Linked DNA regions of Mus musculus: regions 2, 3 and 4 are each linked to region 1. A link is a contact called in public Micro-C and promoter capture Hi-C data. All regions are on one chromosome and are shown on one strand. Each heading gives the region's core, a stretch centred on a gene start, on an enhancer-like site or on the middle of the called end of the contact. The rest is flanking DNA. Distances are from core to core; before and after follow the strand shown. Region 1 holds the start of Pdgfra (platelet derived growth factor receptor, alpha polypeptide). Region 2 holds the start of Dancr (differentiation antagonizing non-protein coding RNA). Region 3 holds the start of Tmem165 (transmembrane protein 165). Region 4 has its middle 33 kb from the start of Snora26.

What was found. Promoter capture Hi-C pulls out the DNA fragments that hold promoters and counts their contacts. Hi-C and Micro-C count contacts between places; a contact is called where the count stands out from the background.
Region 2: a promoter capture Hi-C map of embryonic stem cells shows a contact between it and region 1, with 4 times the contacts expected there. The contact joins the promoter of Dancr here to the promoter of Pdgfra in region 1. A contact is called at or near these places in 16 of 39 promoter capture datasets (the 3T3-L1 cell line, 3T3-L1-derived adipocytes, the C10 cell line and 9 more), 6 of 484 Hi-C or Micro-C datasets (B cells, embryonic fibroblasts, muscle stem cells and 1 more), 8 of 115 datasets of contacts at active chromatin or transcription factors (astrocytes, cardiomyocytes, embryonic forebrain and 5 more) and 1 of 9 other capture datasets (embryonic stem cells).
Region 3: a contact with region 1 is called in a Micro-C map of embryonic stem cells, with 5 times the contacts expected there. The contact joins the promoter of Tmem165 here to the promoter of Pdgfra in region 1. A contact is called at or near these places in 1 of 39 promoter capture datasets (liver), 1 of 484 Hi-C or Micro-C datasets (embryonic stem cells) and 1 of 115 datasets of contacts at active chromatin or transcription factors (embryonic stem cells).
Region 4: a promoter capture Hi-C map of embryonic stem cells shows a contact between it and region 1, with 3 times the contacts expected there. The contact joins the enhancer-like site here to the promoter of Pdgfra in region 1. A contact is called at or near these places in 10 of 39 promoter capture datasets (the C10 cell line, the SN4741 cell line, embryonic stem cells and 6 more), 5 of 115 datasets of contacts at active chromatin or transcription factors (the NIH/3T3 cell line, craniofacial prominence, embryonic stem cells and 2 more) and 2 of 9 other capture datasets (embryonic stem cells and liver).

Annotation. Positions count from the first base shown.
Region 1 is chr5:75,150,956-75,153,544 of GRCm38.p6, reverse strand. It overlaps Pdgfra (platelet derived growth factor receptor, alpha polypeptide), which reads right to left and starts at 1,294. Exons shown (of 23, transcript NM_011058.3): 1 at 1,088-1,294.
Region 2 is chr5:74,091,784-74,094,372 of GRCm38.p6, reverse strand. It overlaps Dancr (differentiation antagonizing non-protein coding RNA), which reads right to left and starts at 1,313. Exons shown (of 1, transcript NR_145133.1): 1 at 36-1,313. Snora26 (small nucleolar RNA, H/ACA box 26) reads right to left here and starts at 843; the gene lies at 723-843.
Region 3 is chr5:76,182,603-76,185,191 of GRCm38.p6, reverse strand. Tmem165 (transmembrane protein 165) reads right to left here and starts at 1,312. Exons shown (of 6, transcript NM_011626.2): 1 at 840-1,312. The coding sequence starts at 1,046.
Region 4 is chr5:74,125,341-74,127,929 of GRCm38.p6, reverse strand. No RefSeq gene overlaps it. Among named protein-coding and RNA genes, the nearest start is that of Snora26, 33 kb to the right of the region's middle. Within about 2 kb of position 1,274, at least 227 of the 459 cell types and tissues checked have an H3K27ac peak or open chromatin away from gene starts, as enhancers often do. A contact at or near this core is called in craniofacial prominence, embryonic stem cells, forebrain and 1 more, where this site is marked.

The DNA.
Region 1 (2,589 bases), core at 45-2,544:
ACGCAAGTGAGCCGAGTGGGGGTGGGGACTACGGAGCACAATGAGGGCCCCTCGGAGTGCAGTTTGAAATTCCTCAAATCCCAGTTGCTGGAATGCGAGGCCAGGACGACTTCTTCACTCGAGGCCAAATGTGTTTGTCATTATTCCAGATCGCTCGTCCGCGCCGCCGCTGCCGCCGCTGCCTCCGTCGCTGGAGTGAGAGGCGCACGATCCCAGCGCACTGCGGATTCCGCCCGAGGCTTCTAGCACCCAAGTAATTCGCTCCAATCTCTCCGGAACCCTTGGAGCTGCGCCCCTCGCCCGCGCGCCCCTCTCACGGTGCTGCAGCCGCCACCGCCGCGCTCAAGTCTGGCCCCAGATGTTTCCAACAGCAGCGCCGTCCAGTAATTACGAGGGCTCGACTGGCGCCGAGTGTGCCCGGCCGGCATCCGAGGTCCGACCTCCTCCAGCCGAGCCCTTCACACCTCCCTTTTTTCTTAGCGCTTTCCCGCGCCCCACTCGGCGCCCCTTTCCCCTCCACACACACACTTCTCCTGGTGCGCCCCCTCCCCAAGCTTCGCGCCGCACCACCCGCTACAGCGTAGTCCCGCCAAACCGCGGGCGACGAATGAAAATACTCATTAAAAACCTGTCCTCTTCCGTGACCCACTGCCAAGAGGCCAAGCGCCGCGGCTTCCACCCCCCCAATGTTACTTGGTGTTCGTCCCAGTAAGCACGAACGCCACCCCCACCCTGGAGGAAAACCTCAAAAATGTAAGCCTAACAATTTCTTTGGAAGGCTATAGGATTGTGTAGGGAAAAAAAAAAAAACATTGCTTTTAAAAATAGGTCTGGATTTTTTTTCATTTTCTTTTTCTTTTTCTTTTTTTTTTTTTATCTTTGACTCTCTAATGGTTACCCCCCCACACCCCCCATTCCAGTGAAGTTTATTCAGAATAAGTTACTTTCTGGACACACCACTGAACTCAGCTGTTTTGTTTTTGTTTTCCTCGTTGCCCAAAATTTGAAGTTACTTAGCTTCTTGCAGCCCCAAGTTATGATCAGGGACCTTCTTGAGAAACAAAAGTCACTTTTTCCTCTCCCTTACCTTCTCCTTCTATGTCAATTTGCAAAGAAAATCCGATACCCGGAGTGAAAAGTAAGCCCCAAGCTTCCAGTCCTTCCCCGCAGCTCCTCCGTTTGTTTCTCTCCCTCAAGCTCCAACAGTAATGGGCTCAAAACCCGCATTTTGTAATTGATTCAATGTTATAGTCCGTCCTCCAAAAACTAATCATTTGCTTAAAGTAAATAGCTGTCAGGAAATGAAGTCCCCCCCCCCCTTGGTCTCTTCAAAATAAAAGTTTCCCTAGGACTCCTTGCTCTCTGACTCTCTCAGGCTCAAGACCTCTTCTTTGCTTTTTGCTCTTATGCAATCAGGGGGGCCAGTCCCAACCCCCAGACTTCAACAACAACGAGGAGGGGGGAGCAAACCAGATGGGGTGGGGTGGGGGGCCGAAGGGGGAGGTGTTGACGTTCTGCCGGGAAAGAGGTTTCAGGAAACTACAAACAGCCATCATTTCCAAAATGAGTTGACTTCCCAATTTGGGGGTGGGGGTGCTATTGTTTTGTATTCTCTTCGAAAAGAAAATACACGTAAAATTGCTGCTCATTTCTAAAACGAATATAAATCTAGAATTCAAATTATCCTTTCTATAGACAGTCTGGGCCTCGCTAGAAATATGGCCCTGGGGAGAAATTCTAACGCGGCTGCGTCGTTTTGAACTGGGGGTCTTAAGGGAAAGTGCCGTGTAGTTGCTAATCCTTTAATGGGATTAGGAAACTGTGGAGTCTAATAGGAAGATGATGGGTTTTTGAAAGGCTGGATTGTGAGGCGGTGTGCAAATAACGGTTGCTCGGCGTACCTTTGGGATGTTCTCCGGAAGAAGGAAAGAACGACCTTTATCCCTTCGGAGCCACTTATCTGGTCCTGCCTTTGTTTTCGGGGGTTATCTGGTCCTCGCTTCTTCTATCTTCATATGAAAACGCTCAGGCTAGGCGTGACTACCAAATGCCTGCCCTCTGCATCTTGATGGCAGAAGGATTTTTATCCTCCTAAATTCCACCCTTCCGAGTGGGTCGCACGCGACGTACCCTAGGAAAGCTTTCAGGACGTTTGAGCCACAAACCAGGGAACCCAAGACACCCAGCGAGAGACAGTTGGGACACGGCGATCCTGCTGGCGAGGGAAAGGGGGCGCTGACACTCCAGGAACCAAACCTGGGCGAAGCGGGACTTCCCGGAGCGGGTGGGGGAAGGGAGGGCCTTCGACTTGCGCTCTATTTTTGAATGCTTTTGGTGTGTGTGTGTGGGGGGGGGGGTGTGAGAAGTCCTCTATCTCCACCACCACCACCACCACCACCACCACCACCACCACCACCACCACCACCTCCATCTCACACATCAAAATTAAAATGGACAAGGTGACCAGGTTGATAACAAAACGTCGAATAACCATCGGTTATTTCACCACTATAGTGGACCTGAGGCTCTGGCGTAAATCACAGAGGTTTCCCCGAAATGCCGAGTGCTGTCCCTAAATGGGACAGGACC
Region 2 (2,589 bases), core at 64-2,563, 1.1 Mb after region 1:
CCCCTCCCCAGTAATAAGAACAAGTGAACAAGCCATAGAATTGACACAGGAAGCCTTTATTAAAGATTATGGAAAATTACTCATAGGCAACAATATACAGGTTAACACACCTCAATTGCTAGCACGTGACTGGTTACTAGCAAAGAACTTGTCCTAACGAAGTCCAGATACATTCTAATGATCTAGCATGAAATCTTTGCATCTTTAAAACGGCGAGCATGTCATAGCCATGCAGATCTGATTCTAGGGCAGTGGGACATGAAGAAGGGGTGGGGCAGGATCCTAGTACATTGATTAAAATCTTTAGCAAACTACCTTCAGGGTAATCAGTTACAAGGCCATTCAAGGAAACTCACATGGCCCTCACTTCACCTATTTCAGCTTCGATACTAATCCTAAAGTGGAATACAGGCAAACCTGGTCACTACATGCAAGAGTACTTCACCTTGGAGCCATTCAGTCACGGGTTTCTTGTAGTTTTCAACCTATGAAAGAATAAAAATGTTTCACATAAGTGGAACATACTCAACTATATCCTTTCCAGCTGACCTAAAATCTCACTTCTAGAAAAGCAAATGTATTCTTGTCTTCTGAACTTTCTCCTCCAACCAAATTAAACCAGGTAGGCTACGTTTTCTTTTCTTTAAAATCCTATATCACTACCTAGCAATCGCCAGAACCTAAAATGCGCACATTCAAGTTTTAAATGAAGCTTTTGGTTCATTTGTGACTCCAGACAGGATCCAAAGAGGAGGTGTAGTTTTCCTCTCTGGGTTTTATGGAGAGTTCCTTTACCCTTCTGTGTTAGCCTCTTAAAGTACTGCGACAACCTTAAAAGGGCACAGGAAAGGGCGACTGGGGAGGCCCGGCGCAGCTCAACAAAGACAGGCCTGGAACCTCCGTCTTCTCGGCCACGTGGCCAGGGCCTGCCTCCGATCAATGCCGGGACGTACCTGCGCTTGTGTCCGAGGCAGCAGCACGGCTGGGCAGTGGGGACCGGCTCGGGTGGATCGGCCTGCAGAGGGAAAGGGCGGTGGTCAGGGTGCCCGGGTCGGACGGCACAGAGGACTTTGTGTCTCGCGCAGCCCCGGGCTGGACACTGCCGCCCGCCCCGCGGGCCGCTGAGAACTGCTCTACCCCTCCGTTCTGGCCGCCGGGAGCAGCTGAGCTCGGGGCGGGCAAAGCTCGAGGGGACACGGGGACATCCTGACACCCTCCCACGAGGACACTCACCACCAAGGCCGGGACCGAAAGACCGAGCCGCTGCGCGCTGCGTTAATACAGCCATCCGGGAGAGGGGCGGAGCTGCCCCCCCCCCCCGAGACCTGCAACCAATCAGAGGGCCGCTTGGAGGGGGCAGAACAGGAAAAGGAGAGCAGCCAATCGTCAGAAGGATTGTAGGCGTGGCTGGTATGGGAAGCCAATCGTCGGGACGTTTCGGACCCGGTAGGGTGGGGCCGTTGACTTCCAGCAGCAGGTTCTCCACCCACTGCGGTGTTGGAAGCGTTGAGGCTGTGCTCAGTGGAAACCTTCCTTTCCTGAAGCTATGCCGGTGCTAGGTGTGTTCCGACTTAGATCCCTTCTTGTTCAGCTAGTTCACTCCCAGGGCCCCTCCTTAACCCTGAGAGGAGCTGCCTTTTTCTGTGTTCCTGGAGAGTAATATCAAGGAGAAATGTTGCTGGAGATGTGAGGCAGTTAGTTCTCAACAGAGCTCTACCACAGAGCTACCTCCTCAGCCCGTACCATTAATTTTGAGTCAGAGTCTCTCTTAGGTGCCCACACTGCTTTCTAACTTACTGTGTAGCTAGTTCAGGGTATTCATCAAACTTGTTATCCTCAGTGCTACGTGCTAGGATTGCTGGCATGCATGCCACTCTCCACCTAGGCTATACCTTTGTCTTGTTTTTAGTGGTCCTGGGTTAAAAGTAGAGCCTGGCGTCTCAGATCCCAAACCCTTTTATTACTTTGAAACTAGGTCTCACTAAATTTCCCAGACAAGACTGGAACTTTCCGTCCTTCTGCCTCAGCTTCCTGAGTAGAAGGGACGACAAATTTTCACCACCAGGCCTGGATATGTGCTTAACTTATTTTAATGAGAATTTCCACGGTCTGAGATGATTTTATTGGCAAGGTTTTTAAAATAATAATAATAATAATAATAATAATAATAAAATTATTTTTTTAATTTGAAGAAATTAAATTTCCAAACTTATATTAAAACTAAAAATGTTCAAAGAGCCACGTGCCTGCGTTCTTCTCTCGGCTAAAAGCCAGCCATTCATTCCAGACCTGGCGCATCTATCGTCTTGGTCTGTTGGGGGAGGGGGGGTATTTTAAAGCAAATCTCAAGCTTGGTTTGTTTCACCTCTTAATATTTCAGTATTTATTTCAAAAGAAAAGAGGCCATCTTGCCTGAGGACAATGCCAATGTGATTGCTAGAATAAACAGCCGCTCCAAGTTCACAGCAAGACTATTCTGATACAATGTTACTTTACAATGAGTTCGTTTGAATAAGGACTCTAAGTCTATTCATCATGCTCGCCTGTGTTTCTTTACAGCCACTTTTAGTCTAGATAAAAAAAATGATG
Region 3 (2,589 bases), core at 63-2,562, 1.0 Mb before region 1:
AGACAGAAGTAGGAAAGGGAATGCCAAAATGGACCCTACTAAGAGACTAAAAAAACTCCAGAATGTAGGAGTCAAAATTGGAAATAGAGAGTCCAACTCAGAGGAAAGTAACATAGAAAGGAGAAATTCTACGAACATAGATTAAAAGGTTAATTTCTATCTATCTGGTAATGGTTAAAGAAACTTATGAGGCTCTAGTTTACCTATAAATGGAGTTTTGGAATCCCTCACTATAGAGCGCTCTACCTTTGGGCACAAGTCTCTGCATTCAAGGGCAACTTCCTTCATGCCAAAACACGTTTTTTTGTTTTTTTTTTTTTTTTAAGGGAGGGTGGCAACGCATAATCTCTAGACACTGTATCTGGCAAGAACCACAGGGTGTGCCGAGCTGAATTCGGGTGAGCATCTCTGGTTGGGTTGCTTCAACAATGGCTGATACTTCCAACAATGTGATGCTACTTCGAGAGAGACAAGTCTCCCAGCGGCTCTGTACTAAAAACTTTCTACTTGGGATGATGATTTCCAGTCTTTTCAGTATGGCCCATGTGATCAGCAGAAGGCAGAATCCAGAGCAAGCCTGTCGGTACCAGGGATCTAGAGGACCTCTGGGGAGCCCCGGTTGGGGCCCTCACTTTCCCTTCCCCCAAGCAGCCAGGCCAGGCCAGGCCGCGCCTAAGAAAGCCGTCTTGTCACCCTCCTCCCAGCGAGCGGAGCAGGGGCCGGCTCCCCTCCCCCAGCCTCTTCGGAAAGAGGGCGGCGCCGCCAGCGCGGGAGCCTGGTACCCGACTGCGGGCTCCGCGGCCTCAGCCCGCCCCATCCCCACCAGCCCGGGCTCTCACCTCGGCCCGGGCCGGCTCGAGGCCCTGCACCGCCGCGGGCTGCGGCTGCAGCTGCTGGGCGGGCGCCGGCGGCTCCTGGTTCCGATGGCTCAGGTCTTCCTCCGGGCCGGCGCGGACCCCGGCCGGGGCCCAGAGCAACTGAAGCAGCAAGAGCACGAGCAGCCTTCGCGTCGGCGCCCGGCCGCTCCCCCGGGCCGCGGCCGCCATCCCGCCCGCCCAGCCGGCACCGCGCTGCGGCAGGAAGAAGTGCAGGCGAAGGGAAGCGTCGAGCCCGGCGTGCCGGCAGGCGCCTCCGTCAGGCCTGGCTGCCGCTCAGGGGGCAGCCCTGCAGCACGCGGGACGCGGGGACCGGACCGGGACGGACCGGCGGCGGGAGCTCCGGAGCAGCTGGGCAGCAGAAGCCACACACTCCTCCAACTGCCTCCGCGGCCCAACTCCTCCGGCCCGCCCCCTGGCCAACACGACCTCCCATTGGCCCGACGTCAGCCCGGCGTCGTGACGTTTCCGGCAGGTTGAGGTGCGGCTCGCTCACTGGTCCTATTGGACCCGGCGCGCCGGGCCAGGTAGCTGGAGCTGCTTGATGGACTCTCCCTGCGTCCTCTCGGGTCCCACCAGAGACCCCCTTATTGGCCCTGGAGAGGTCAGGCTGCCAGGCTCCTACCAGTACTTCCTCAAGAGCCTTAGGTCTTTAAGGCCTAAGCCGCCGCCACCTCCACTTCTATTAAATGTCAAGTGAGTCCCAGCCCCGCTACCTACGTGGCAGGAACTGCCACACCTTTAAGTTACGATCCACCCACCCTCACCACGTCCCTGGACCGCCTACACAGAATGTTCTTTGGGGGTCCATATGCTGGGGTTTTTTGAAGGTTCTGAAGTAAGATTCGGAAGTAAAAGATGAGAACGTCCAAGCTTGATTTTAAAACATTGTTGAATAGCCGCAGACCAAAAGTCATCACTGCCCTGGCTCAGGATGCCTTATCCTGAAATAGGATATCCTGAAAAGGTTTGGAGTTGAGTGGTTAGGGTTTCTGTGGGATGGAGGCCTTGAGTAGGCAAAAGTAGAAGACAGGAAAGAATGGTTAGTTAGGCGTTAGACTAGGGCTGGATTTTTTTTTTTTTTTCTAAAGAAAAGCTGAGATACCGTACGCGCGCGCGCACACACACACACACACACACACACACACACCACAAATTGCTAACCATGTGCCAGGCACTAATCTAAATCCTACTCCTGTTTCACAAGCCATTCTTGCAACCTCTCCTTAGCCTACTCAGCATTGCTCCTTACAGAACCCTTCAAGCTATAGCTTATTTATGCTCCCAGTATTGTGAGATAACCAAGATGCTTCCTACACATAGTTTGGGGTGCAGTTGTTGTACCTCCAAGTTCATTCCTGGAGTGTAAATGTCCTGAGCCCTCAGAATACAACATGACAGGGATCAGAAGTCTAGACTCCTTCAGCCACCTCCTTTTTCTGCAAAGATTTGCCTTGCTCAAAAGGGCCTGCAGAGGAGATAGGAGTGTCAAGTGGAGAGAATAAAAGAAGCAGCCCAGTAGATGGAGGCAGAAGAGTTAGGTGTCACGGATCCTTGAGTTCTGCTAGGGACCAGGTTTATTATTTTTTTTCCTGGCGTTCTCTAGTCTATGATCATCTCAGAGAAAGGCCTCCTGGCTAAATTCTAGTTACCCCACATAAAGCAAAGAAAAAGCAAATGGCTCAAGGGCTACAGCTGCAGGAGACTGAGATGC
Region 4 (2,589 bases), core at 25-2,524, 1.0 Mb after region 1:
TCCCCTTTGCCTCAGAAACTGATCTTCAGTTCTCCACTTTGTCGTCCCTTCGTCAGTCTCAGGGGGTGTCACCGTGTCACCGACCTTCGCCATGATACCTCTTAACAAATATTTACCTTTTCTGAGTGAGTGTTTTGCCCCCATGTATGTCTGTCTGTACACTCTGTGAGTGCCTGATGCCAGAAGAGGTCAGTAGAGGACATTAGATCTTAGAACTAGAGTTATTGATGGTTGTGAGCAGCCCAGTGGATGCTGGGAGATGAGCCCAGGTGAGCAATCAGTGCTCTTAACCACTGAGCTAGCTCTCTATTGCCCCATAATATCTCTTGTTGAGTGATAGGTTTACATCCCTAAAAAGGTTCTTATATTCATGTCTGTCCACTAAGCCAGCGGTCCCACACTCCAGGGTCAATGTGCTGAACTTGTTACTGTCTTCCCTGTTCACTGTTTTCACTGTTTACCCCCAGGCTGATTTACAGTGCTTACACACTATCTCTGATCGAATCGTGGAGCGACATCACGACACAATGCTGTCACTTCTACAGAAGGGACATATCTCTCCTTCATTTCATGATCACATGCCTCTCATCTCTGGCTTTACTCCTTTTCGGGGCGGGGGCTTAGAGGGTAGAGAGCTTGTGTGTGTGGTGTGTACACATGTTCACAGATGTGTGCGCATGTGTGTATAGAAGCCAGAGGTTGTTGACATTGGATGTCTTCTTTGGTAACTCTGTTGAGAGGGAGGGGCTGGAGAGATAGATGGTTTAGCCATCAAAACTAGGCTTACACTCATCTTTCTGTGGCAGGACTTAATGCATCGCTGGCTGGTCTCAACTAACTATGTAGTCAAAGATAACTTTTAAACCAGGATCTCCCTGCCACTGCCCACTGAATGCTGGGGTTACAGGCTTGCACCACTACCACTAGTTTATGTGATGTTGGGGGTGGAGCCCGGAGTTTTGTGGACAAAGAAACGGTAGCTCTGAAAGCAAGGAAGCCAGGACTCAAAGCTGTCCCGAGACGTACAAGTACAGAGCAATCGAGAAGACCCACGGTGAGCGCCAGATCCTCAGCACCAAGGCGTAGGGAGAGCCTTTTGGGTTCGGTTTGGTGACCTGGCGCCCAGAGAAGGGCACTCCAGAAGCTCCCAGGCTTCTTCCTCCAGATCCAGAGCTGGAAGGGGCCAGACGGCCTGAACAACCCTGTCAGCCAATAGTCAGGCCAGGGACTATAGCATATGTAGGCCCCGCCCCGAATCTTCTCTGGGATTGGCTGGCTGCTCGTGGCGCTCCACCTTTATTGGTTGCCTTTCTATGGCCCGCCCTGCCAGGCTTTGGGTCACCGTGTAGCTTGTGGCCTGGGGTTTAGGTCCTGGGCTTGGCAAGGAGTACCCCGTAGTTTGGACATCAGGACGGCCGCGTGTCCCCTCGAGCTTTGCTTGCCCGGAGCAGAACTTTGCGGTCAGAACTAAGGATCAGGGCATCTTCAGCACGCTGACGGCTGTGCTTGGCCACCGCAGGGCGGATTTCCCAAGTTGATTCTCAATATCACAGCCGGCTCCAAGGAGCAGGTATATTCCTGGCCTGGAGCGAATGGAATGGCCCAAGCCAGGAGCATGAGTGGACAACAATGCATCTGGAGGATTCCTGAGCACAGCTGCTACAGCGGCTGGAGCTGACATTTGCTTTAAAAGAAACCAAAGAAAAACACCCCCAACAGGTCAGTGGTGGCACTTGGCACGCACACTCCTTTAATCCCAGCACTCAGGAGGCAAGAGGCTTTTGAACCTCGGAGAGTTCAAGGCCAGCCTGGTCTACACCGCAAGTTCCAGGACAACCACGGCTGCACAGAGAAAACCTGTTCACAAAGACAAAACCAAACAACCGAAAAAAAAAAAAAAAAAAGAAAAAGAAAAACATGCCGAGTGTGGTGGTGCACGCCTTTAATCCCAGCACTCAGGAGGCAGAGGCAGGTGGATTTCTGAGTTCGAGGCCAGCTTGGTCTACAAAGTGAGTTCCAGGACAGCCAGGGCTACACAGAGAAACCCTGTCTCGAAAAAACAAACAAACAACCCACCTCCTATGCATTTTAAGGCTGACACAGAAATCCATTAAAAAAACCATTACAAAAGTCTTTAGAAGTCACAGCTGAACCAGAATAAACTTCCATTCAGTGTAAGCACCTTTGTGATATTTTTTTTCGAAGTTCTAGCACAAGTGATGAATTCACACTTACCCTGCCCAACCACCGGAACCGTATAAAAAATACCTTTTGTACTCTGTAATCGTTGACTACCGATGGCACTGGCTGACTGAGGCAGTGGGTGTGCTTAGCTCTTCATTAGGGTGCAAAATAGCTCAGGGAATTCATACCCCCTGAGTGCCTCAAGACAAGTTGTTCATCCTTTCTCCAAGGACAAAACAGTGTACGAACTTAGAGCCAATAGATTCCCGATCTTAGCTCTTTCAGCAACAGCTGTGGAAGCCTTTCTGATGTATTGACCACTTTTAAAACACTGAAGCTGAAGGGGCTGTCCCAAGGCCTGACACTATTACTGAAGCTATGGAGCACTTACAAAAAGGGACCTTT